7 separate regions of the Mus musculus genome follow, and all the other regions are linked to region 2. Evidence: chromatin contacts called from public Hi-C, HiChIP or PLAC-seq and promoter capture Hi-C data. All regions are on one chromosome and are shown on one strand. The core of a region is the stretch at or near the end of the contact, and the rest is flanking DNA. Distances in the headings are between cores, read along the strand shown. Region 1 overlaps Gm46361 (a long non-coding RNA gene). Region 2 holds the start of Rad51b (RAD51 paralog B). Region 3 has its middle 28 kb from the start of Gm36834. Region 4 has its middle 33 kb from the start of 4933435C09Rik. Region 5 overlaps Gm36660 (a long non-coding RNA gene). Region 6 overlaps Gm46361 (a long non-coding RNA gene). Region 7 has its middle 20 kb from the start of Gm29952.

The links. Promoter capture Hi-C pulls out the DNA fragments that hold promoters and counts their contacts. Hi-C and Micro-C count contacts between places; a contact is called where the count stands out from the background. HiChIP or PLAC-seq counts read pairs in DNA pulled down with a chosen protein or histone mark.
Region 1: a contact with region 2 is called in a promoter capture Hi-C map of liver, with 4 times the contacts expected there. The contact joins the enhancer-like site here to the promoter of Rad51b in region 2. A contact is called at or near these places in 8 of 39 promoter capture datasets (the C10 cell line, embryonic stem cells, hippocampal neurons and 4 more), 7 of 115 datasets of contacts at active chromatin or transcription factors (the 230-238 cell line, astrocytes, bone marrow-derived macrophages and 3 more) and 1 of 9 other capture datasets (adipose tissue).
Region 3: a contact with region 2 is called in an H3K4me3 HiChIP or PLAC-seq map of the 230-238 cell line, with 8 times the contacts expected there. The contact joins the enhancer-like site here to the promoter of Rad51b in region 2. A contact is called at or near these places in 6 of 39 promoter capture datasets (the 3T3-L1 cell line, 3T3-L1-derived adipocytes, the C10 cell line and 3 more), 7 of 115 datasets of contacts at active chromatin or transcription factors (the 230-238 cell line, cardiomyocytes, embryonic stem cells and 1 more) and 2 of 9 other capture datasets (adipose tissue and macrophages).
Region 4: a contact with region 2 is called in an H3K4me3 HiChIP or PLAC-seq map of stem cell-derived neural progenitor cells, with 4 times the contacts expected there. The contact joins the enhancer-like site here to the promoter of Rad51b in region 2. A contact is called at or near these places in 7 of 39 promoter capture datasets (the 3T3-L1 cell line, embryonic stem cells, frontonasal cranial neural crest and 1 more), 7 of 115 datasets of contacts at active chromatin or transcription factors (the SCID.adh cell line, cardiomyocytes, embryonic stem cells and 2 more) and 1 of 9 other capture datasets (macrophages).
Region 5: a contact with region 2 is called in a Hi-C map of B cells, with 11 read pairs. The contact joins the enhancer-like site here to the promoter of Rad51b in region 2. A contact is called at or near these places in 3 of 39 promoter capture datasets (hippocampal neurons, liver and neutrophils), 1 of 484 Hi-C or Micro-C datasets (B cells), 9 of 115 datasets of contacts at active chromatin or transcription factors (astrocytes, bone marrow-derived macrophages, embryonic forebrain and 4 more) and 1 of 9 other capture datasets (adipose tissue).
Region 6: an H3K4me3 HiChIP or PLAC-seq map of bone marrow-derived macrophages shows a contact between it and region 2, with 3 times the contacts expected there. The contact joins the enhancer-like site here to the promoter of Rad51b in region 2. A contact is called at or near these places in 5 of 39 promoter capture datasets (embryonic stem cells, hematopoietic stem and progenitor cells, liver and 2 more), 1 of 15 datasets of contacts at CTCF or cohesin (the NIH/3T3 cell line) and 4 of 115 datasets of contacts at active chromatin or transcription factors (the 230-238 cell line, bone marrow-derived macrophages, embryonic stem cells and 1 more).
Region 7: a contact with region 2 is called in a promoter capture Hi-C map of hippocampal neurons, with 2.9 times the contacts expected there. The contact joins the enhancer-like site here to the promoter of Rad51b in region 2. A contact is called at or near these places in 2 of 39 promoter capture datasets (embryonic stem cells and hippocampal neurons), 3 of 115 datasets of contacts at active chromatin or transcription factors (embryonic hindbrain, embryonic stem cells and stem cell-derived neural progenitor cells) and 2 of 9 other capture datasets (embryonic stem cells and pancreatic islet).

What each region holds. Positions count from the first base shown.
Region 1 is chr12:79,903,713-79,906,412 of GRCm38.p6, forward strand. It overlaps Gm46361 (a long non-coding RNA gene), which reads left to right. Exons shown (of 2, transcript XR_001780641.1): 2 at 113-870. Among named protein-coding and RNA genes, the nearest start is that of Gm51985, 5.4 kb to the right of the region's middle. Within about 2 kb of position 1,304, at least 114 of the 459 cell types and tissues checked have an H3K27ac peak or open chromatin away from gene starts, as enhancers often do. A contact at or near this core is called in adipose tissue, astrocytes, bone marrow-derived macrophages and 2 more, where this site is marked.
Region 2 is chr12:79,295,861-79,298,560 of GRCm38.p6, forward strand. It overlaps Rad51b (RAD51 paralog B), which reads left to right and starts at 1,422. Exons shown (of 11, transcript NM_009014.3): 1 at 1,422-1,472. It overlaps Zfyve26 (zinc finger, FYVE domain containing 26), which reads right to left and starts at 422. Exons shown (of 42, transcript NM_001008550.1): 1 at 366-422.
Region 3 is chr12:79,989,741-79,992,440 of GRCm38.p6, forward strand. No RefSeq gene overlaps it. Among named protein-coding and RNA genes, the nearest start is that of Gm36834, 28 kb to the right of the region's middle. Within about 2 kb of position 1,266, at least 69 of the 459 cell types and tissues checked have an H3K27ac peak or open chromatin away from gene starts, as enhancers often do. A contact at or near this core is called in the 230-238 cell line, where this site is marked.
Region 4 is chr12:79,968,668-79,971,367 of GRCm38.p6, forward strand. No RefSeq gene overlaps it. Among named protein-coding and RNA genes, the nearest start is that of 4933435C09Rik, 33 kb to the left of the region's middle. RefSeq lists an enhancer at 1-2,700. Within about 2 kb of position 1,409, at least 130 of the 459 cell types and tissues checked have an H3K27ac peak or open chromatin away from gene starts, as enhancers often do. A contact at or near this core is called in cardiomyocytes and stem cell-derived neural progenitor cells, where this site is marked.
Region 5 is chr12:80,067,906-80,070,605 of GRCm38.p6, forward strand. The region is part of intron 3 of Gm36660 (a long non-coding RNA gene); the gene reads right to left. Among named protein-coding and RNA genes, the nearest start is that of Gm36660, 17 kb to the right of the region's middle. Within about 2 kb of position 1,411, at least 40 of the 459 cell types and tissues checked have an H3K27ac peak or open chromatin away from gene starts, as enhancers often do. A contact at or near this core is called in B cells, bone marrow-derived macrophages, extraembryonic endoderm stem cells and 1 more, where this site is marked.
Region 6 is chr12:79,882,486-79,885,185 of GRCm38.p6, forward strand. All of the region lies in intron 1 of Gm46361 (a long non-coding RNA gene), which reads left to right. Among named protein-coding and RNA genes, the nearest start is that of Gm46362, 8.8 kb to the right of the region's middle. Within about 2 kb of position 1,411, at least 11 of the 459 cell types and tissues checked have an H3K27ac peak or open chromatin away from gene starts, as enhancers often do. A contact at or near this core is called in the 230-238 cell line, bone marrow-derived macrophages and pre-B cells, where this site is marked.
Region 7 is chr12:80,289,806-80,292,505 of GRCm38.p6, forward strand. No RefSeq gene overlaps it. Among named protein-coding and RNA genes, the nearest start is that of Gm29952, 20 kb to the left of the region's middle. Within about 2 kb of position 1,331, at least 82 of the 459 cell types and tissues checked have an H3K27ac peak or open chromatin away from gene starts, as enhancers often do. A contact at or near this core is called in hippocampal neurons, where this site is marked.

The sequences.
Region 1 (2,700 bases), core at 54-2,553, 610 kb after region 2:
TCCACAAGCCCTTGCAGTCTGCAATTTAGGATAGGCATGGCTTCCAAAGTCACCATCCTGATCATCCTGAGCATCAAAGTGACCCCTCCTGTGGACATTTGCCTCACTCCAGGGATATATAAAGAGGTGCTCAGCAGATGAGGACCAGACCTTTGCAACCGAAAATTCAACTTTAAAGTTCCAAAGATCTGTCCCAGGAAGGCTGGAGGGCTGTGTGATCTACAAGGTGAGACAGGGAATTTCAAGGTTGGAATCAAAGGCTCCTGAGCAGATGGAAAAAAAAAAGAAACATAGGTATGCAGCCACCCAGACAACAGCCAGTTAACCCTTCCTTTCCCAAGCCCACTGTTGGACTTTATGAGAGTCTCAGTCTCTGAATAGGTATGCCTCAGTTTCTCCTGCAAGCATGCTGTGACACATGGCAAACTTAACTTCTTTTACATGCTATATAATATCAAGAGCAATAAGATAGTATTATTTTATTGGTTCTATATTCTGTTTAATTTTTTGCGGGGGGAACACAAGACCTTGCTATGTACCCCAGGTCGGATTGAAAGTCATAATTCTCCTGCCTCAGTCACCCAAGTGTTGCAATTATAGGCGTGAGTCATCCATCATTTCTAATTCTGATTTTCTTCTCTGACTATCAGTGGTGAAGAGCTGAGTAAGTAAGAGTTGCTGTTACTCAGCTGGTGAAGTAGCTGGGTGGATTAGGGGTTTGCACAAAGCCTGACCACCCCAACTTTGACTCACTGGGACCCAGTGGTGGAAGGAGTGAACTGACTTCTGCAAGCTGTCTCCTGACCACCGCCTATATGTGTGCCCACACGTGCACAGATGAAGAAATAAAAATGTAATCAAAATCAAAAAGAGTCATTGCTGCTCTATAATGAAAAGATCTTCACTCATTAAAGGAACCCACAACGGATCATCTCATGCCTTCTTTAATAGTGCAACTTTGAAAGACATCCAGTTAGTGGCCCAGTGGTTATTTATTTATTTATTTATTTATTTATTTTCTACCTCTTCTGGAGTAGGTGACAGACACCACAGGGGAATGTTCAAGTGAAAAGCCCAGCATCCCTGGAAGACAAGAACAGAAGCCTTTGGACATCTGCACGGGACTCCATCACCAACACATCCAAACACTTTCTCGATCTGGAGGAAGAGCCTATCCCATGTTCCACAGAAGGCCCTGGCTCCTGCCAGTTCCTCCCTGGTTCACTGCTGGGAACCACAAGAGTGGCCTCTCTCATCCCTGCTGCCTCACTGGCCAGTGGAAGGGCAGAGTTGGCAGAAGAGCCTTTGTGAGCCTTGTTGACTCTGCTGGGTTCAGAGAGGCCTTCACAGTTGACTCAGCTAAGGAGAGTTGTTTACTTCCTGCAGCCTTGAGGTCTGCCAAGCACAGGGCCCAGCTGGGCAGTTCAGTGCCCGGGTCTCTCACTCCCACACCAGTACCTGTAGAGATCAGTGAACAGCCCCTGCTAGGCCGGCCAGACTGAGTCTGCACAAGCTGCCTTGGCCCTCAGCACAGACTCCTTCCTCCCTGCTAGTTCAGCTAGCCAGGCCTGCCTTAGTGACACTCCTGGGCTGGGTTTCTTTCTTTCTTCCTGAAGTCCAGAGCCCAGTTATTTACCCAAAGAAAACAGGGAAGTGACAAGGTAACAGAGTACACATGTTGTGAAAATATGCAGGCTGAGGCTGAAGAAAAGAAAACATTCTTCCATAAGGAACTGCCTTGTTAATTCATATTCTTCCCCCTCCAGATTAGAACCAGCCATTGCTTGTGCTCCTTCAAGTACTTTCTGTGGTTCCATGACAGCTGCCTACATGGGGCAAGATTTGGCTTGAAAAATGGGCCATCGGTCATGCTTTGGGTGGGGTGGAGGTTGTGGGGGGGGGTCAGACACTAAAATTCCCAGATAACTCAAATTCACTGCTCGCTCACTCTCTCGGCGGGATACAGGGGGGAGAGAGGTGGCATGGAGAATGGATTGTACAAACGTCAAGACATAACCTGATTTTCCACAAGAAGCCACAGCTCAGTAATGAACAGTCTTTGGAATGAGCTTTTCAACTCCTCTTGAAGTTGGTTTCCGATCCCTGGCAAACCCGGTCTCTGCAGCCTTGAGTAACGGCCACAGGCTGATTCTCGGCAATTAAAAATAATATTGGCCCTGATAGAGAACTCTTGGGCACCCCCCTCCCTTACACACCCTTTTCATTACGTGCCAAAGATTACTTTCCCAAACCTGTTTCAGAACAGCTGGCCGAGTTGGAGGAGCAGGCTCAGCCCTCGTGGCCTGGAGAGAGGCTGCAGTTATTAATAGCATTTGCTCTGCCTGGTGTTTGGGGCAGGAAGAGGGTGACCTGTGTCTGTTTGGAAAGTTGGGTCCTAATCAGTTTGGGGCCTGTTCTCTCTTCCCTGCATTCTTTAAACCTCAAGCTCTATGGATAGTGGCTGAGAGAGCCCACAGAGAGGCTGGGTAGGGCCAAATAGCCTCCCTATAAACCTTCAGGCTTCTCATTTCTTCCTTCGTGGTTGTTCTCTGCCTCTCAGTGGGTATTGGCCAGAGGACTGGCCAGGATCCTTTCAAGGGAGGTCTCTCACAGAGGCCTGGGCTGCCCCTGTTAGCACTTTCTGGTAACAGAGCCTGCTGAGCCTGGTGTTGCAGCTCAGGCCTGCAAGGCCGAGTGGGA
Region 2 (2,700 bases), core at 172-2,671:
TTAATTTGACCTGTTACTATCTCTTTTTGAGAGCCGTCTCTTTCTCTAAGGGGTGTACCTCATCTTCTACCGCAGACCTCACATATAACAATCTTAATATTTTTGCTAGCCTGGGGTGCAGACACATACATTTACTTCCGCATTCCCTCCTGAACATTTTGTCAGGCTACAAATCTCTAGGTTGGTGGATGCCTTGGTAAGGATGAAAACTCCCTTGGTTAGAGCCTTCTGTTAAGACAGAGGCTAAAGATTAGGGGATCAATCTGGGACTGAACTGTGGAGCCGGGAGGCTGGGGGACAGGGATGCTCCCCCTAGCGGGGTCGTGGACAGCACCCTCGCAATCTTCCCTGCGCCTTACACTCACCTGCTCCGGGAGTCGAATGCATTTTCCCGTCCAGAGCAGCCATGTTTGATCCCGGTCAGGTGACAAGTCCCATTGCGAAGAGTGGTGGAACGGGCGGCGATGACGAAAGAGAGCGCCACTCTTATTGGCTCAGGAGAAGCAAGATGCAAATCAAGTGCCGTGTTTGTTTGAATCACGTGATGCCACCTGATTGCTACGGGGACTCTAAGGAAGAGTTAGATCCGCTAGCTACAGGACTGAGGACTCTCCCTAATTATGATTGCTCCTTCTCGCAACATCCACAGTTATTCATTTCGGGGGAGCTGGGGCCAGGAATATCTGTGTTCCACGCTCCGTACCCGCCACTGTTTTGTTTTGTTTTTGATGTCAACATTTTCTCCGTGCCAACCAGTGATAGATGATAGGTTAGCCACAGGAATTCTGGATCTTCCTGTATCATTATTCTATCTAATTCTATCGTGTGTATATCATATATAATTATATATCCATCGAAAGACTGAGGTCGGTACAAAGGAGTTGCAAACGAAAACAAAGAGTGAGCAAAGGCTTTTCACAAATCATGTAATCAAGTCAGTTCTTAAGTTTATTAGTTTTTCTTAACGCAGCTGTTTTAAATACGAAACCTACTTGACTTCTTTTATTTTTTCAACTAAACTGAGTGGTTCTTTTTCAATGTATTTTAGTTTGAGACGCTTTAGTTAGTATTTCCCGGACATTTTCACCATCTAAATGTGTTGAACAGTGCAAAGGAAACACAAAACTCTCATCCCAAAACGGGAATAGGGCATATTGCCCACCCTTTTTCCAACCCCTCAGCCCCCCAAAAGAACCTTCTCTGGCCCAGGAAATAACTTTAAAATGCGATTCACTGAGGAAAAGAATTTCCAGTCAGGGTTTTCCCTCCTCTACATTCGTCTTGAAAGGTTCCGCTCCTCGATTTAAGCAATCACTACAAAGGAAAAATTTAATTAGATTAACCTTCGAGACTGAACTACAATTCCCAAAATACAGCTGGGCTAACCCGAGATTTTCCTGCTTCTGATTGGATAAGTCGCCAGAGTACCAACCAACCAGAGCCCCAGATGTTGCTGCTCGCACTTTTCGCGGGTAATTGTGTGAGGGTGGGGGAAACTTTGAAAGTTCCACGCTGCTGACCTGGTACTGGAGTTTTCTGAGGGGGCAGTTGTGGGGAGGAAGGTGTGTTCATTATCTTGTGCTCCCTCTTGGAGCCTGTGGCTGTTGATACCGGGGTCGCGGAGAGTCCTGCGTGTTGAGCACGTACTCTGTAACGGGGCTCGTCCCTGGAACCCGGACGGGGTCCTGGAGCTTCCGACTTCCTCTAGGGAGGCGAGTGATGCTTGTAAGGTGCTCTGTTTTATTAGGAAGTTTTGCGTCAGGTTTTCTAACTCTTGATACTTCTTCCTCCGCTCTTGGGCAAATTAGGCATCCGGGCAAGTTTAGGGACTGTCAAACTTGTGGTGTTAAGAGCGCGGAATCTGGAGTCAGATCTCTGGATTCGAATGTTGGCTCGATCCCTTGGCTAGTTCGTGTGTTTATTAAAAACATCCGAAGCATTTAAAACTAGTGTCTGGCGCATAATAATGGCCCAATAAATAAATTAACCCCTCAGCCTCCTCAAAATAGCTGGGTTTTGTTGCTTCACTATTTTTATTGAGCGCCTAACAGAAATTCAGTCTGAGATGCTGTCTCCTCTGTCTCGTACGCGCTTACGCACACATCAGGAAGAAAGAAAAGCATACACTATAATAACGCACAGATCAGATTAAGGAAGAAATAAGTGCAAAGTGTGGAGATAGCACTCGAGAGGAAGTGACTGGTTGGCGAAGGGTTTGTGTGGAGAAATATGTGTTTGAGTAACCTAACCTAACGTTGTGGATAGTCACGTTAGAAGAATCACATGTCTATAATGAGTGCCTACCTTGAGCGTTATGCACCAGCTCTGGAGTAGAAATTAGAATCACCGTTGTTTTACACATGAGGACAACTTTGCTCGAAAGACAAGAGCTAAGTAAGAGATGCCCTTTTCAAGTTGAAAAAAAATATGATTGATCATAAAAGTTTGGAAGTTGTCATATGATGGTCCCATGAAGCATTTTAAGCAATGAAACTAACTTTTAAGGGAACTACTTTTAGTAGGATTGTGACATGCAACCTAATTTTTTTCAGACCAATTCGAGACTTCTCCCTGTCTATCTCAGTAGCACGTGCACATAGCAACTACAATACCTGTCACATAAATGTAGTTACTTGAATATATGTCTCTTCATTCTTCAATTGTAAGTATGCAAAAGGGAGGACATAAGCTTAGCATAGC
Region 3 (2,700 bases), core at 16-2,515, 690 kb after region 2:
CCCGGCCACTGCAGCCCGAGCAGGTTCACAGCTGCTCAGGGATACACTTTCCAACACATTTAGGACTTGGACCGAGCCCAGGTTTGAGGAACACATGGTGATGGGGGAGGAAAGGGGGCTCAAATAGACGAGGAAGGGGGAAGAAAGCGCCTTCTTTCTTTCTTCTAGGCCAATCTCCATTTTCATCATCTGATAGCAGGGACAGCAGGAGAGAGCGCTGCATGAACTGCAAACCTGTGCAGGTCGGAGAAAAGGGCAGGCCAGGGGGAGGGGGAGATGGGCAGATCTCATCCATCCTGGCAAGAGGTCCCCTCTCTCTTGCAGTTTCTCTGTTTACAGTCTCCTCCTAGCCTCAGCCCACCAGGGGCACTCTAGCCCACACCAGAAGTCACTCATGGAGTGGACTTTCAACAGCCAGGTCCAAAGATGCAGAAAGGAACCTGAGTCCCATCCTGGTTTGGTTCTCTTTGCTCCAGATGAAAGACAAACATAATCTCCCCAAGCTTCTGCTTGCTTGTGCTCTCTCTCTCTCTCTCTTTCTCTCCCTCCCTCTCTCTCTCTCTCTCCTCTCTCTCTCTCTTTCCTTCCTTCCTTCTTTCCTTTTTTCCTGAGGGAAGTCATTTCCCACTACAAGCAGGGGCCAAGTGGCACCATCATCTCTTACCCACATCTAACCCCAATCATTTATTAACCAACTAATGAATTTGTCCAAAGGCCACACATAGCCCAGGTGCTAGAGATTAGCAAGAATAGAGTATGCTGCCCTCCAGATGAATAGAGAATCCAAAGGAATGAGCCAACATCTTTAGCATCAAGAGGACACAGGCCCAGCAAAAGCAGGTCTGAGCACTCTACCCCCTGTGATCTGCTCATCTTGCTGCAGGCAGCCTCTTCTACACTGATCATCAGACGGAGCAACCTGGGCCTGTTTCTTTGTGTTTCTCATTCATCTCGGCTTGGCAATGTAGACGGTTAAAAGTGACGCACCTATCCTCCAAGAAGGCTTCAGGATGTGAGTCAGATCCTGTGGGTACCATCCCTTGGGAGACAAGAAAGCCTCTTTCTGATTCTCATGGACCTCTTTTCTCCCCTTTCTCCATGGGTGCCTGAGGATCGAGGACCATCCCATGGGAACCAGGATAAAAACAGGGAGGTTGATGTGCTGCTAAAGTTGGCCACCCCTCCTGGCCCAGCCTGCCTGGGCAGTACTGCACAGAGCTGGCCTCTATGTGGGGTTCAGAGCGTCTCCTGGCTCCCACACAGAGCCCTTTTCTCCTGTGCTCTTGCATAAAGCTCACTCACAATCTCCCATTCAGAGAGCTGGGTGATTGAAAGGAGGTGGCAGGCCAGCCGAGTAACCTTTGCGTCTGGCTGTGTAGGAGAGAGCTAGACCCCTGAAGATCCCCCAGGCCCTAAAAGGACCAGCTAGGCTTTGATTCTGCACAGACACAATTAGGAAGATACCTTGCAGCAAAGACAACTGGTCTGTGGTGCTGGCTTCCAGCCCCAATGAATTACTTGCCCTTCTTTTTTCATCCCTCTCATTCAGGAAATGTGGTAAATATTCACCCCCTCATCTCTGGGTGGACTGCAGAAAGTGGGGGTGAGACTATAGGTGTTTGGCAGCTAGATGAATTTGCCGCTGAATAAAAGGGCTTAGCCAGCGTGTTAAAACAAGCTCGGGGCTCAGTCACCACGCTAATGGAGGTTTCTGTGAAGAGGGAATGTTTCATGCTGCCTGCCCCATGGGACAGCCACAGGCTGCAGGTGCTATCAAGCAGTGAAATATAGTTAGTGTGACTCAAAAAGGCACATATCTTTCATTCTGTTTAGTTAGGTTTAAAGAGCCAAATGTGGCTAGCAACAAGTTTAATGGAAAAGGGTCCTCAAGGCTCTGTGTCCACAACTGACGCAAGTTCAAATCCTGACTCTGCAGCATGTACTTGTCACTGTGTCTGTGACTGGGATGCATGGCTTGATCTCTTGGGTCTCAGTGAATAATAACTCTAAGGAAGCATGTGGGGGCCAGGCTTATGGGCATCTGATACTTAAGCCCCTAGATTCCAAGTCCCTCCTGCCAGCACGGCCTCCATCAGGCACGGTCCCTGTAAAGTCAGTCTGGGGGTCCAGGATGCTATGCTTTCCCCAGCCTTTACTGCAAGCAGACCATCCTCGAGGCAAGCCATCTCTCTCCAGGGCATGCACAATTTGATTGGTGATTGCAGCTTAGATGCTGTAAGGTATGCTGCCCAGAGTGGGTCTTCTGTTCTATGTCCACCAGATTCATCTTCTGTGAACAAATCATGAATCTAGTCGGTGACCCTGGCAACCCCATGCCAGACAGTGCCATAGCTGACAGTGCTGTAGCTGAAGGATGTCCCCTGCCTTGATTCTCAATGAACTGATGTTCATGTGTCATCTCTTCTTCTTCTTCTTCTTCTTCTTCTTCTTCTTCTTCTTCTTCTTCTTCTTCTTCTTCTTCTTCTCCTTCTCCTTCTCCTTCTCCTTCTCCTTCTCCTTCTCCTTCTCCTTCTCCTTCTCCTTCTCCTTCTCCTTCTCCTTCTCCTTCTCCTTCTTCTCCTCCTACTACTACTACTTCTACTTCTTCCTTCTCCTTCTCCTTCTCCTTCTCCTTCTTCTCCTCCTCCTCCTACTACTTCTACTTCTTCCTTCTCCTTCTTCTCCTCCTACTACTACTAC
Region 4 (2,700 bases), core at 159-2,658, 670 kb after region 2:
TTGCTTACCTCCTTCTTGTTAGATGAGTGAACTTTCAAGAGAGCAGTGAATACAAGAAGATCAGGGTGCCTAGAGACACTGCCCCTGTGGGACTCAGCCCAGCTCCCTAACAAGGAACAAAGCCTCATGTTAATGTGCTGAAAGGAACAGTGCAGAGAAGTGCAGGAGAAGTGCAGAGACTACGAAGGTTTCACAGTCCCAGGTGACCAACAAGTAGACTAAGAGCAGGTATGGTGATAATGTAGTCCATTAATCTCAGCACTCTGGAGACAGACGGAGGAGAATGAGAATTTGAGGTCAGCCTGGGCTGCATAAAAACACTGTCTCACTGTTGGAGCAGTGGCTCAAGTTAAGAACACTGCTGCTCTTGCAAAGGACCTGGCTTGGGTAAGCTACCCCGTGGTAGCTTACAGCTGTTCATAACACCAATTCCCAAGAGTCCTCCTGCCCTCCACAGGGACTCCTGTGATGTGCATACATATAGACAGACAAACAGACACTCATAAAAGTTCAAAAAAAAAAAAAGACGATTCTGTCTCCAAAACTATTTAGGGCAGGAAAGAGGAGGAACCACATATCTAGCGGGACCTAACAGCCATTTTGAAGTTCTTAGACACTAAAGCCTTGCCTTTGCTCTCCAGAGGTCAACCCATTTGTTCTGAACCCCCCATTTTGTTACTCATGTCCTTCATAGGAGTCCTCTGACCCATTCTAATCTCTCCAGTCCCAACTCTGACAACAGTGCTCCCTACTTCCCCGAATGGTCCTTCACTCATCCTTTCACAAAGTAAATGCACTGTCCTCCAACCACAGACTTCTTGCCAAATTCCTCCTGTCCTTGGGCACAAACAACCCAGAAGTGCTCTCAGATCCAGAACATTGTTGGGGAGTGGGAGGGGTGAGTAGAAGGGCTATTCACCCTCCTGAGCCTATGATGGGATGTCTGGGCAGCTACTTCAAAAACACCAGGGCCTGAGACCTGTTCCAGGGATGCCACCCAGACGGGACACTGCTCAAAGCCGCCTCCAGTCCTGGGAACAAAGGTGAGGAACTCTTGACAGGGAAACTTAGCCCTACTTACTGGGTATGAATGATACCACTGGTCAGCCCTAGCTGAGAGGGGGTCTGGGCTCTGTTTTGTTCTTCTCTGTTCTAATCTTGATACTTTGACTACATTCTCATTCCCTGTGGCTTAGGCTGTAATGGTGAGAAGCAACAGTCTTAAAAACCTCAGAGGAGCCAGCTCAGAAGAGCACCTTTGGCCCACCTCCCTCAGTGCTATAACTAATGGGGGTACTTTTGCTACCACCTCCTGGTGAAACTGCTCTGGCACACATTAGGAATTCTGTCTCTAGGTCCTGTGGACTCTGAGCTTCTTGGGGCTGTGCCCAGAGTCCACTTGATAGAGAGCTGGGGTTTTGGTTTTTTTCCTGTGGGGCAAACTTCTCTGGTTAGGACACAACTGTCAGGGCATGGCTTGGCAGAGCTTCCATGCCAAATAGGGGTATGTGTATGTGTGTGTGTTCTTTTGTCTGATTTCCCAAATTCCAGGCAGGAAAGCAAGCTTTCTGTCTCTACACAGCTCCAGATCCCCCTACCAACATTTGCATTCCCCGGGTATGAAAGGAGTTGGTAGCAGGCCCCATGGAGGACAAGGCTGTAATTCAGCCAGGCCCCAGTGACATCCCAACCGTGAGAGTGCAGCTGGGGCAGCTTACGAACAGCGCCCGGGTCCCAGGGGGAAGTCAGCCCTGTTCTCCAGCCCACAAGCGCCTATTGTTCACTTTCTTGTTTTTCTCCAAATGTTTAGATGTGCTCAGAGCACAGAGAAGCCTGAAAGCAAGACCATTGGCCAGGGCAAGCCTGAAGCAGGGAAACCCACCGCTGGAACTCTGGGGCCCCACACTCCCTCCTCAGCTCTTCCTACTCCCCCTGCCATGCGCCGGACTCCGGATCCAGGGGTGGTCTCTTCCTGGCCAGGGCTGTTCAGAGAGCAGTAGGCTTGGATTGTTCAGCAAGTAAAGTATGGAATCCAGCTCAGACTGGCTTGCTTGACAGTCAGGCACAACTGTCCACATTAACTTGAGGCTGTCCAACGTGAGGGCTGGGAGAGTCTGGGCAAGTGCCTTTCTGATTCCCCGCCACTGACCAAAGCTGCTGAAGACAGGAAATAGTCACTGAGTGTCTGTCGGGGCCCCTCTCTGCATCAAGATTGTGACTCTGAGGTTTGACCTTCAGGGTTTGACAACTGGCCGCAGCAGCGCTTATTGCGTATGCAGACTCAGGCAACCTCTCAGCCTCTCTGAGCCTCAGTTTCCCTTCTTGGTAAAATTTACTTACTCTGTCTGTAGAGAGAGCTATGGGGACACTCAGACTCTATAGGCTATTCTTCCGGTTACCATTGGTTACCATGACCCAGTTTGGAAGTTGCCCCAGCGCTGGGAACAGTCACTTGTGAACCTTGATGTCCACTGTGAGTCAGCACAGCTATGCAGGAGCAGTAGCGCCAGAGGAATGAAGGATGGAGTGCCTCTCGATACCAGGGTATAGAGAACATGCTGGAAAGCCAGCCTTCTCCCCTCCCTCTCTCCTCTGCCCCAGATCCCTTTCTCTTGGGAGTTCATATTACCTGCCCTCCCCCAGGCCTGGGATTGCAAGCTTCCCTGCGTCTCCAGGCCCTAACAGACCCAGAGAAAACCC
Region 5 (2,700 bases), core at 161-2,660, 770 kb after region 2:
TTTGCAGTCGGAGGAGGAGGAGGAGGAGGAGGAGGAGGAGGAGGAGGAGGAGGAGGAGGAGGAGGAGGAGGAGGGGAGGGGCGTCTGAATGACTCTGACCAATGAACTGCAAGTGGTCCTAAGCCAATCAGGTAAGAGATACTCTAACTTCTCAATCCTGATTCAGCGTAGCAACAGCAGCAAAGGGAAGATATTTTCATCCGTTATCAAAACAAGAAAGCAGGTGTCCCTGTTCATGCTTCTGAAACTTGCCTCTTCTTTGCCACTGAAGTTTGGGCTGTACTCGAATGGCCTAGAGACAGAGAATTATGGGAATAAAGAGCCTTGCTATACAGCAGGTCCTCTTCTCCAGTAAAACAGAATCAGAGCAGGTAGGAAGGCAGATTTTCTGTCCTAGGCGATGAGCAGACAGCAGCATCCTCTTGCCGTTATACTCCATACTCTTCTCAGCATCCGTGGCTGCCCCATCTTCATCCCACTTCACTCAGGCTTCAAGAGAAGCCAAACGGAACAGAAGAGAGATTGACCCCAAACATGGCAGCAAATATCTCAGAAGAGGGGGTGAAAAGAGCATAGGGATCGGAGGATAGGGAGGTGTGCCACAAAACATGGACATGACATGGATAGTGGACTCAGGAACTCAACTGCAGCTATGGCTACCATAAAAGACCTGCACAACACTGGGTCCATCAAATTTTCATCTGGGGGGCTGGGGGAGCTCATGAGGCCCCACTCCTGCCTAAGGGACTCCTGACAGTTAATGACCTCTGGGGAGAGGATGTCACTTTCTTCAGTACTGGAGTCACTAATGAGTTACCCATGTTTCAGTACATCACAACCCCCCCCCCATACTGATGCAAACAACCCTAATTAAACTCAGCAGGTCACAAGCATGCTCAAAAGTAAGAAGGATGCATGGGAAAAAAGGGCTTCAGGGGGAGGGAAGGAGGGATGGGGTGGGAAGTGGGGGAGCCACTAATTTGTGGAGGGAGAGGGAAGAGGTCTGAAGAGTGAGGAGATGAGTCAAGAAAGAGCTAAGACTAGAACAGAATCCAGTTCACATTTTTTAGAAGGCTGATGGTTTCTTTTTTCTTTTTTCTTTTTTCTGTTTTGTTTTGTTTTGTTTTGTTTTGTTTTGTTTTGTTTTGTTGAAGCTGGGCTTCTCTGCCTTAGTTCTGGCTGTCCTGGAACTCACTCTGTAGATCAGGCTGGCCTCGAATGTTTGTCAGATGCTTCAGTTTGGCCTGAAGAAGTCTCCAGTGGCTGTAGAGATAACTGGAGGCACCTGAGGAGTCACAAGGCTGGGGAGGGGAAAACCCCACCCTCAGAGGTGGCTGCCAAGAGTCCCCTCAGAGGTGCAGTCACTTGTGGTTGCAATCAGACCCGCAAGTGAAAAGCTACATTGGGCCACACCAAAGCAAGATCTCTTTTTTAAAAAATCCAAATCACATCCAGGTTCCTCTTCCTGCCACACTGAGTAGGCGAAGGGGATCTTTCTTCTTCTGTGGCTGTTCCTCTTTGGACAGAAAGGGGAATGAATGGCTGAAAACCAAGACAGGTTAAAGGCCAGGTTAGGGAGCCAGGCTATGCTGCCCAAACTGAAGACTCCTCTCCAGGACTCTATACTTGAGAGGCCTGGATCTCCTTTAGCCCCCAACCCTGGCCATTTACCTGATCTGAGATGTCACCCTGCCACCATCTACCCCCACTTCCAATTCAATCCCACCTTCCCTCCAGCTTTTCTCCTTGAGCCTCTCCCATCTGACGTCCATCTTCAATGTGGGTTTGTTTATCTTGTCTTGTTTGTCTTTTTTGTCTTGTTGTTTATTTGGGGATTTTGGCTTTGTTGTAGGTTTTGACTGTCTATCTGTTTGTTTTGAGACAAGGTCTCACTGTGTAGCCCTATCTGGCTTGGAACTGGCTATGTACATCAAGCTGGCCTCGAACTCAATGAGTTCCTCCTGACTCTGTCCCTTGAGTATAAGGATTAAAGCTATGTGTCACCATGTTGACCCTGCAGCTTGATTTTAAAGCCATTCTCACCAAGGACATTACTTCGATGTTGTTACCCAGACAGTGCGATCTTAGATTCAGCCTTAATGGCAACTTCATTTATTAGGGTGGAGTCTCAGTATCCTCATCTATATAATAGAACCCCAGTCCTGTAGAGTCACTGTAAAGATTATATTGTTTGAAAAGTACTTGGTAAATGCCTGCAGGACAGAGCTATGAATACAAGTTAACAGTCTTTCATTCTAATTCCTAGGGGACCACACATCAGAGTACACACACACACCTTAGGTCAGGCCCTTGACACCACATCCATGTCCTGCAACTGTCCTGTCAGAGCCGCTCAGTGAAGACTGCAAGCTGCCTCTCTCCAGGTGGGTCACATTTTATTGCCAAGTTAGGTTTGGCTCCAAAGTGATGGGGAAGGAAGGGACCATGACATCATGACCTCAGATTTACAGAAGAAGTTAAGTTTACACAGGTAACACTATTCACACAATTAAATTGTTCTCCCACCTAAAACACCTGCTATGTGTTCCATAACTCCCTTCTTGAATGCCCTGAGCCTGAAAGTCTTCCTTATTTATCTCACCCTATTCTAAATTTCTCCTTGGGAAACAAACACACTTTTTCTGTACAGATGTTACATGCTGTGCATTTCAGTGGCCCTGGGGACAAGTATTTTCTATT
Region 6 (2,700 bases), core at 161-2,660, 590 kb after region 2:
TTTTCTTTGCAGCTGTCTAAACTGCTCTGGCAGGGGACCAGAGCTCTGTTCTCAACACTCACATTGGGCAGCTCACAACCTTCCGTAACTCCAGCTCCAGGGGATCCATCTGATGCCTCTGTGGATACTGGCACTTGCAAGCACATAGCCACACCCAGACACACATAATACATGTAATTGAAAAGAGAGTAAGTCCTTAAAAAGACATCATAAATCCAAAGGGCCTCTGGAAGTGCTCCCCTTGCTCCAGTTCACTGCAGCCTTCGTCTGAACACACGCATGCTCACTTTGCCCCATGCGTGCCACCAGGCCGCCCAATGCCAATGAGTGAAGCACCCCAGCTCACATGCAGGAGTGTGCAATGAACTATAGTGTCGGGCTGGAGAGATGGCTCAGCTGTTAAGAGCACTGAGTGCTCTTCTGAAGGTCCTGAGTTCAAATCCCAACAACCACATGGTGGCTCATAACCATCTGTAATGAGATGGGATCCCCTCTTCTGGTGTGTCTGAAGACAGCTACAGTGTACTTATATATAAAATAAATAAATCTTTACAAAATATTTTTTGAAATGAACTATAGTGTCTCACTATACATATTGTGTTCTGCTCATGTAAACATAATGGTTTCATTACAGAAGACAATGTCTTGTATATATTTTCTACCATCATCCTTCAGTCCTGTAAGGATGTTTAATTTTTTTTAATTGCTGTTTTGAGTTGATGCCTTGAGTTTCATTTTTTTAACTGTTAAATGAATTTTGGGTTGGATTAGAATTTCCAATAATTTCTAAGGTGATCCTGAATGAGCATCTAGAATTTTGCATTTCATATGTGTGTGTGTGTGTGTGTGTATGTATATGTGTGTGTGTGTGTATGGGTGTATGTATGTATGTAAAGTGGCATTCTCAGTATTGGCAACCATAAAACCAAATTAATCAACTATGAAATATGTTCAAAATGTTATATGTCCTGCAGTATCAAATATTCAGCTAAAATTTAATGTCTATGTAAATAGGTATGTCCATATCATTAATATGCAATGTGATATAATTTCTAATAAATGTAAAATTACATGTCTATCAGAGAATTTTAAAATGTGTGTATTTGTGTTTATGTGTGCATGCCTGTATGCATGCAAAGGAAAGCCCAAGGACCACTTCAGATAGCCTCAAGAATACAGGCAGGCGGATTTCTGAGTTCGAGGCCAGCCTGGTCTACAGAGTGAATTCCAGGACAGCCAGGGACACACAGAGAAACCCTGTCTTGAAAAACCAAAAAAAAAAAAAAAAAAAAAAAAAAAGAATACTATCTATCTCCCTTGAGACCAAGTCTTCATTGGTCTGGAGCTCACAAATTGGGCTAAAGCAGCTGGCTGGCAAGCCCCAGGGATTTCTCTGCTTCTGCCTCCCCAGTACGAGAGTCTGAGTACACCACCGTGTCAGCAGTTTTACTCAAAAGTTATATATAACTTTTATATATCTATATACTGGAGGTCACATACACATTTCTTGGGTGAGAAAGAAATGACCAATGGGGAAGAAGATGCCCTGCTCCACAGATGGATTTCTAACATGTTAGTGTCGATTTAAAGGAAGCTTCCCTGCTCAGCCACAGCCCATCCTTCATCCTCATCTCCAGTCGTTCCTCTTGACCACGTTCAACTTCCTGTTGTTTCTTCTGTTTAATGTTAGCAGTTTCAAATGGAAATTGTGTATACGGTTACTTTAATCTTGTATCTTCTTGTGTCTTTCTTCTTCTTATGTTTTGCCCTTTTCCATTCCTACCAGTCAAGACATGTCTTTCCACTCATGTGTCTTTTTGTGGTCTTTCTCCAGTTTTAAACTAGTGATGACTACTTTGCTGGGGTGACTGTCATCACCCTCGGTGCTATGAACCTTTCTCTGCTGTCCTTGTTCAAGGTAGATGTTGTATTGCTTTCTGGGAACCCGAGTTATTTTGCTAACCTGTTGACTCTTGGAATGTGCAACCTGAACTTCACCATCCTTTTGGAAGGGCATGGGTTGAAAACCCTGCTTCTGTCTTGACCTCATATAGTCTTGTGAATGGAAGAAAATGTCTTGAGATACCTCTTATAGATCTTGAAGTCACAAAGAGGTTGAACATCACTACGGCCACCAACATTTCAGCCATGTCCACAGATAAGAAGACAGCTCATTGCTTGTCTTATTATAAAAGATCCTCTACTGCCTCTGTCTCTTTGTGTTCACTATTCCAGTAAACTGGGCTGTGTTTCTCCTGGTCCTACTTTAATCCAAATTAAACTTTTGTAAGACTTGTTTCCCTTAAGTCAGAGCTCAACAAATGTGTTCTTTAAAAGATGAGAAAGCAAATATTTTAAGCTTTGAGAGTCAGGCTGTCTGTGTTAGTCAGACTTCATGTTACTGTGACAAAATCATGACCCGGACAATTTAAGGGAGGAGACATTTATTTTGTTCATAGTTTTCAGAGTTTCAATCCATCCTGGCATAGAAGGCAGGACAATGAATAGCAGCTTGCCTCAAGGCAGCCAGGAAGCTGAGACAGGGTTACCTTCCCTGCCCCTATCTCACATTTGTCTTTTATTTTGTTTTATTTTGCTTTGTTTTTTTGAAACAGGGTCTTGTTTAGCTGACCTAGAACTCACTGTCTAGATCAGGCTGACCTAGAACTTGCAGAGATCCTCCTGCCTCTGCCTCCCAAT
Region 7 (2,700 bases), core at 81-2,580, 990 kb after region 2:
GTGTGCCACTATGCTCAGCTTAGTTGAGTGTTGAAACACACACACACACACACAAGAAAGGAAGGAAGGAAGGAAAGTGGAGTTGAGGGCACCTCAGGCCATTGAGAAACGCTGGGTGGAGGCCTGCCACCCGGGCACCTACTGCACTTCCTCACTCCCTCCTGTCCTGGTTCCACTCGTGCTTGGTGCCTGAGCAGCACAACACTCCACCCCCTACCCCCAAGTCCCTTGCAGCTCTGACATCTACTCTCTCCTGACCTTGAGACTACCCTGACCTCCAACTCTGGGTTTGTAAAGCTTGGGGCTGCATGCCAGTCTTCCTAAATGAGTTTGTAAGGCTGAGGCTCTCCTCCTATAGATTAGGAGGACATCAATGGGAGAGTGATTATGTGCCACTTCCTTCTCAGCCCTTCTCTTTCTTCTTCTCCTGGATATACCACAAGAAGGTAGCTGTTGGAGAAATCAGACTAAATGTGGCCTGTGGGCATCTTGATTTTCTTGACTTTCAGCCTTTGAATTATGAGAGATAAATGCCTGTGTAGCCTGTGACATCTTGTTGCGGTAGCCTCAACAGACTGCCACGTCTACCCAAGAGGCTCAGCAGCTCTAGGGGCAGCAGATTACTCAGGCAGGGGACAGGGGACAGTGGGAATGAATATGTCCCACCTTACTCTCTAGCCAGTCCCTGAAAGCCTACCCAAGGAGCTTGCTCCAAGGACTGTACAGGCAGCTGTGTTCTCTAGAAAACCTCTTAGAACATCTTCCCTATCCTTCAGAGAGAGCTCTGCTCCTAGCAAGTCTCCTCCTTCTGCTGGGCAGACCAGGCACATGTTCTCATCCAACCACTGAGCCCGTTTATGCCTTACGCTGAATCCTTATCTGTAGAGATGCCTAAAGTTTACTGGAGAAACATGATAAAGAAGGTAATCTCCAAGGAAGTGGGTAAAGAGATAAATCCTGGTGTCTATCCCCAGAGTCCTATGCATCTGGCTGTGTCCTGCACTTGGAGCCTGTATTTTAAACAAAAACTGTAAGGTCTGCTGGTGACGGGTGGGAACCTGCTTTCTTTGGGTCGGCTGGGTGTCCTGGGCATCAGAACTTGAAAGCCCTCTCCTGTTTCCCATCCTCTGTCCAACTCTGCTGTGCAGTCCTGGTTGAGACCCAGTACTTACTGTGCACCCCAGCAAGTACTGACATGAGGGTTGCTAGGTTGATCCGGGCATCTCCCTGGGAGGAGGGGCGAGTCGTTCTTGCAGGCTGCCAACTGAGAACAGTTGGGTCTGGCCAACAGCTCTGGAGCGTGGCTGGTTGCTGAGGAAATACAAAGAGACATTACTGTCTCAGAGTTTCCACCCCCATGGAAGCCAGTGCTGGGAAGTACTTCACAGCCAGCCCAGGCGCCAGGATGAAGGGTAAGGGGGTGTCTGCGGCGCCGGGTGTCCACTCTGTGCCAGGAAAACTCCAAACCAGGCTGTGTCTGGACTAGTCCAGTCTTCCCAGCAGTCCTGCAAGTTGGGGTGTCACAGGTGAGAAAGTGAGGTCCACAAATATGAGATGGCTGACCGTGAAGAAAGAGGTGTGTGTCTAACCTGTACCAAGCATCTCATTAAGCATTGGTCAGTGCAGAGGCAGGCTCCAGCATCCAGCCCTACCCTTGCCTCTGAGCACTGTGGGACCTGGGGATCACCCCAGCAAGGTTTCACTCTCTTCCTGCTCTGACCGGATTGCCCCCACAGAGGATAGATGAGATCCAATATCCCACCCCACCCACCATGGCTACCCACTTGTCCTGGGGCAGAGAGGCACTCAGTGTGCCCAGCAGTGGAGGCTGTAAGCAGAGGGGAAGCCCTGAGGTGATTCAAGGGCTACAAGGTTGGGGGTGACCTGGGATGACAGAGAAGCTAGTGCTCCCAAGCACAGGTCACCCAGTCTAGCTGAGTGGCCCTCGAATGGCCCCTTGATATGATTGCACACCAGTGTCCTTCTCTACAAATGTAGACTGTCTCTGTTACATGTGTAAGGAACGAATGAGATGAACCACAGAGGGCTTGACACATCACCACCAGCAAGTTACCAAGTGACTGTTCCCACCACTCCTGCCAGTGGTCTTTTGTTACTGTTGCCTGTTCTCTGGCTTGACTCTGGAGTCAGAGCCAGAGCCAGAGCCAGAGCCAGAGCCAGAGCCAGAGCCAGACTAAGCTGTAACCCTGGGCATCCTCAGTCTTATCCAGGGATGGTCAGGCCAGGTGGCACAGCAAAAGAGCTCGGTGGCCTTGAGAGGTGTTGCCCCCACCCCCACCCCTGCTCCAAGCCAGTGGTGCTTAGCCTTGGCTGCTTGTTAAAACCACCCTGGGAGCTTTTAGAGGTGGCCATATCCTTAAATTGAAGTTCCTGGGAGTAGGAGTCAGGCCTGGGTGGTTTTTGAAAGTTCCCAGAAGATCCCAGCAAGCAGAGTTGGAATCAGGATTCCAAGCTACTGACTCATGCACAGGAGAGAAGTTCTTTTGTTGTTTGGAGACTGACTAGCCCTGGGAGTCAGAGGAGTTTGGCCTTTGACCTACAAGTGACTTAATCTTGAGACCATTTAAGACTCAGTTTACAGCTGGGCAGTGGTGGCGCATGCACGAAAAGACTCAGTTTACTCATTTGTAAAGTGAGGGATGAAACCTATTAATAGATGGATTTTGAAGAACAGGTTTA